2 separate regions of the Sus scrofa genome follow, and region 1 is linked to region 2. A link is a contact called in public Hi-C data. All regions are on one chromosome and are shown on one strand. The core of a region is the stretch at or near the end of the contact, and the rest is flanking DNA. Distances in the headings are between cores, read along the strand shown.

The links. A called contact is a pair of places that touch in the nucleus more often than the background predicts.
Region 1: a Hi-C map of embryonic fibroblasts shows a contact between it and region 2, with 4 times the contacts expected there. The contact joins the promoter of TNPO1 here to the promoter of MRPS27 in region 2. A contact is called at or near these places in 1 of 5 promoter capture datasets (liver) and 2 of 47 Hi-C or Micro-C datasets (both in embryonic fibroblasts).

The regions. Positions count from the first base shown.
Region 1 is chr16:49,047,380-49,050,079 of Sscrofa11.1, reverse strand. It overlaps TNPO1 (transportin-1), which reads right to left and starts at 1,394. Exons shown (of 25, transcript XM_021076714.1): 1 at 981-1,394. The coding sequence starts at 995. ZNF366 (zinc finger protein 366) reads left to right here and starts at 1,313. Exons shown (of 11, transcript XM_021076720.1): 1 at 1,313-1,392.
Region 2 is chr16:48,641,283-48,643,982 of Sscrofa11.1, reverse strand. It overlaps MRPS27 (28S ribosomal protein S27, mitochondrial), which reads left to right and starts at 1,412. Exons shown (of 15, transcript XM_021076728.1): 1 at 1,412-1,627.

The DNA of each region.
Region 1 (2,700 bases), core at 145-2,644, 410 kb before region 2:
ACAAGATTCAACTTGTACTTTAAAAACATCTTTCAAGTTAAAAAAAAAAAAAGCACTCTTCATACATTCATTGTCAAAATCAATTTGCGGATAGTTTCCAACTTTAAATTTCTGTATTTTTAACTGCTGAAGGGCAGAATTGATTAGTAATTGTTAAGATAACGGACTTAAACTATAAGCAATCCTTGCAAACTCCAGCTGATTTTTAAAATCAGGAAAAATAACTGGCAATTGTTCTTAAAGGAAAAAGGCCACTCCCAAAACAGGTTGATTGGGGTAGCGGGTCCGCTTTTCAGTAGCAGTTCCCTGTTGCGTGTTCGCGTGGGTGAAGTACAAAAGGGTAGAGGCGCAAAAAACAAAAAACAAAAAAAAAAAACCCAAGAAACAAAAAATAGAAACCCACGCAAACCCCTCACAGTTACAAACATTAAAATTACGTAAACATGCTGTGAGGCCGTGAGGCCCCAAGGGAGAACAATCGTCTGGAGAAAGCGACCAGGCAGCTAAGTGTGGAGGCCATGGAGTGTGCTGACCCGGGACACCCGGGCAGAGGGGCCGACGGGGACAAAGACCAGGCATCCCGGGCGGCGCCCCACTGTGCCCAGAACCGGCGGGAAGCAGTTGTTGTGGGGCAGCGACTGCGGCACCCAGGGCCCTGAAACGCCGCGGTTTAATGGTCGGGAGCAAAAGCTCCCCGGGGAACCGACCCTCTTCCTGGCGCCCCTAACGGGTTTCAGGCTCCGACCTCAAACACCTGAGGAGCCGCCGCCCGCCCCTTATCCGTATCCCGAAGGACGTCCGGGCCGCAGCTGTTGGGCTCAGAACCGCGGCGCCGCCGCCGCCGGGCTCCAAACGGCCGGGTTGACACCGGGAAGGCAGCGGGTCCACTGTCTCTCCCCGTGGCGCGTCAAGGAGCTTCCCAACAGCTTGCCTCCTCTCCCGCCCTCTAGTCCGGGACCGCGAACCCTCACGCCACCTACCCGGTCCCACACCATCCCAGAGGCCTCCGGCGTTCAGACCCTCTGCCGAAGCGGCGCTGCCTCCTGTCCCGGGCCTGAAATGGCTGCGGAACAAAGAGAATCTGGGCTTCGGCGAGCGCCGGTCCGATTGGACAGGGGGCGGGGCTCGCCGCGGGAACGTTCGGCGGCGGTCGCCTTGGCAACGGCAGTCGGGCTGGGAAAACCGCGGTCTCGGCCTGCGGGGCCTACGGACCTACGCCCGGCGGCGCGTGGCAGCGGTTTCTAAGTCTGCGCTGCGGCCTCGGGCCTGGGCCTGATGCCGGGCTCCCGCTCGCGCCCCCTGCAGCCGGCGTGCCGGCCGCAGCCTCCGGCTCACGGGAGGAGCCGCCGCGGACGCTGCTCTGCGCTGTGAGGCCTCGACCAAAATGGCCCTGTAAGTGTGGCTCCCTAGGGCTGTCGAAGGCCCTCCTAGCACGACGACCCTCCTCTAGCCTAAATTCCATACCTCAGGACCACCTCCAAAGTGACAGCCTTGCTCTGGGAGCCTATTTCACACTGAACACGCCGCATGTCCCACAAAAATACAGTTCCATCGTCGCTGGTAAAAAGCAGAAATGGCTTCAATGGATAGAGAGTGGACGGCTGCCCGCTAATATTGCAGGATAGGCTTTTGAGGTATGCTGTGTCTAACATATCAACTGCTCTGTAGGGAAAATTAAATGACTTTGAAAATTAGGTTTTACGTCTCCGGGTGTGTATTCAAATTGGAGAAGTTTCTTGCTCTTGGAAATAACAAGTACTCCTCTCCGTAACCAGCCATCATGAGAAATTAAAATGGCTTATTTTCTGAACAGAAAATAATTCAAAATGGAGAGGTAGACGTTTTTTAGAGTAATTCATAATAATGGAAGTGAATAGATAAATATCAGTTCTCTTCCCCGACATTATTCTTATAAATACATTTACTATATGAAAATTTTAAATTCGCATAGCTACATCATTATTTCCTAAGGTGATGATGCCGCTGATAGTCTTCCTCCCATGGTCAGTGTGTGTAAAAATACCGGTAGTCTTGACTGACTTTCCAACTTGCAAGTGCTGTATCTATTATGTTTTGAAAATGTGTAGTGGTTGTTGCCTTCCAGGAGTATTCTAGATAAAATTATAGCACCAATACAAGAAAGTGTTTTTTATACTAAGACATCATGTTAATAACTGTTAATTATTTTCATTTACCACAATCATTTTACAAAAGAACTACTTAAATTTTGGGTCTAGAAGGACCATTTCTATCATTAGGGAATTGAACATAGCAAAAAAAAAAAAATTTTAAATAACTAAAATGTTCATAAATATGATTTCAACATTTTCTAATGTTAATTCGATAGCAATTGAATACAAAAATGTACAGCAAAAAGAGGCTTCCCAAATAGGAGTGGATTACCAAGAAAAAAAATTAATGTAAACCTTCCTAAATGGGAGTTTAGTATAACTGAAGGGATATTTATCTAGAATATGTGTATTTATCCAAATAACAAACAGGGTTTAAATTTAGCATTTGAAAAGTTCCATCATGGTATAGGGAGCCTTGTTTTGTACAAATTGGGGTGTGTGTGGTATCTTCAACTTTACTGAAGAAAAATGACAAGAAAACTTTGTAAATGTATAAGATTAGCAAATAATGACAGATGTAAAGAACTACTGATTAAGCCATTAGTAAGAAATTCACCTGATTAATTGT
Region 2 (2,700 bases), core at 163-2,662:
AACTCTGTGGGCCCCGTTTAGAGTAATGAACAGCTGGTTTCTTTCACCCCCATCAGTTGTCAGCTATACAGTCACACAGAATCTCCAGGTCCTTTTGGTGGTTCCCAAGAGGTTACCTATTCAACACTTCTGAGCAAGGGTTCTGCTCTTCCTCTGCTCCTGGGCCCTGGTCTCTGGCAGGGATGTCTTTCACCACAATCCCAAGCCCAATCCCATTATAATAATTAGTACCTGTGAAGTCTCAGTTTACATTAAAGGGTTGTGATAATGTAAACTTGACCTTTGACCTATTCCTAGAAATGGGCAATGACAAATACCAAATACCAGAATCCCCCTCACTTAAATGGAGAAAGTTCCAAAACTTAGGACCTTCCTGATGGTGGCAGGAAGAGGTAGTCAGGTTGCTGTCATTTGATTGATTTGACTAGGGTAGAAAGACAATGGAAATAATTGTGCCTAATTCCTTTTCACTTCTCTCACACACCCATGTGATTTCAGTAAAAAAGACAAATAGTTCCTTGTTTTTCTTCTTAATTTAGGAGACTCTTTTCCAAGTGAGACAAGGACCAGCTGTTTACCTTTCAGGAAAAGCCGGATGATAGCTTTCTCATCAATCATCTAGTTGATGCAACGCACACACTTGCACTGGTGTATTATCTGCAGAAGCTCATCCTCACGGTTTTCTCTCTTCTAAAAACATCCTTTCAACAGTGGATAATTTTTTAAAGGTTTTTGTGTTTTTGTTTTTTCCCTTTTTGGCTGCCCCAGAGCACATGGAGTTCCCAGCCAGGGATCAGATCTGAGCTTCAGCTGAGGGGCGACTCCAGATCCTTGACCCACTGTGCAGAGCAGGGGATGGAACCTGTGTCCCAGCTGCTCCAGAGACCCCACCAACCCCATTGTGCCATACTGGAAACTCCAATACTGGGTAGTTCTTAATCTGAGTGAAGGCAATATTCTGTATCTTCTCTAAAGTCTGCTGATAGCTACCTTGGCTGTCTAGCCTGCAATGTGGGCTTCGGTTCTCTCTGCATTCCAGAAACGGAAGATGCATCCGAACACTTGCACCTTTTAAAAATGGTGGCTCTTGGCGCCCTCTGCTGGCAACTCTTAAGTTCTTCAGCAGAGAGCAAAGCTTGAAGCTGGCCAGAGAGCCCTGAAAAAAATACCTATAAATTTGTGGTTGTGGGTGTGTGTGTGTGTGTGTGTGTGTGTGTGTGTGTGTGTAGAAATACTCATATATAAGTATGTATATGTATGTAAGCATGTACATTTTAACCTTTTTTGCTCAGAAACCCCTTTGAGGTTTGGCCGAATTAACAGCATAAAACCACGTCTCCTGAAAAGGATACGCATGCGCACGTGCGAACCCACGCACCCAGGTGCCCCGAGCACACGCGCACCACACACACAGCCGCTGTTAACTCCAGAGAGAGTTACAAACATGAGCTCTGGCGTCAGACTGCTGTTCTCACGCACTCCCCAGCATTATATCCATGGGCAGGTAATAACTTCTCTGAGCTGCAGTTTCGTCATCTGCCGAACTGGGGAACAGTCGCACATGGAGTTTTCCTGAGGATTAAATGAGATACTCTATACAAGTGCTTTGCATACGATCTGACCAGCGGTAAGTCTTATGTATTAGCTGTTTTTCCTTTATTTTATGAACTTTAGCTTATAAAGCCCTTTCATAGTTGTTGAATTCCCTGTCCCTGGAGCAGCGATGTGTCACAGAAACGATTCCGCTAATCTAAATTGGGAGTGACATTTCCCCCACCTTCTATGGTGTTATATGGGGGACAAACCCCCTGGTCCAGAAGCCTCGTGTTGAGTTGGTTGCCTAGTTTCTCGTGGCTTCTCAGTGAGCAGCATTCGTGCTGAATTATCTTTGGACGTGCCTGTGGCCATCCTGCCGCCGGCTATAACCAGAACATACTCCTTTGACTACCTGATGTTAATCCAGTAATTTCCAGCCGTGAACCTGAAGGTCACCCTTAATCCTCTTGAACCCTAGTGGCTACATGATGTGTCCCCCTAGGGTGCAGTAGGATACACCAGGAGGTTCTGCTGCCTGGTTGCCAGGCATGTGACTTGCATTCGTGAATTCAAAATCAAATCCAGCTGTGGATAGCAGCCCCTGATGGTGGGGAGGGGGGGTTGCTTCTTCCTTCTTGGTGATATCACTTGTAATTTGACACATGATCTTGCTGCCTGGGACTGAGGGAGGTTTGAGGGATTAGGTGATGCAGTGATGCTGGGCTCTTCTGGGTGAGCAGCTTGGCCTGACTTGGGGCGGGAGAGAGAGCGCTCAGGAAGGCGAGGGATGTAAGCATCATTAACCAGGCCATGCATGTCCCAGGCAGGCCTGCAGGTGAAACCCCAGGTTGCCCTGATGCCTTCTAGGCTGACTCTGGTTCCTTGCACATTTTCCTCTCTGAGCCTAATGAAATGAGGCCTTCTCCTATCCCAGCACACCAGCCTTGCAGGGTTTCAGCTGCAGGGCAGCGATAGCAGCCAAGCGTGGTGTTCTTTTTCCCTCTGAGTCTTCTTCCCTCAACCCTGCCTTTGATCATGGTGGCCGAGGTGCCTGGGAGGCCTTTGGAGGCCACAGGCCTCAGAAGGATCCCCTGCGCAAGGCAGGCAACTAGGGGTGGGGTGGGTTCGAGGTTCTGCAGGGGTTTGACCCTCTTTCGTTCGCAC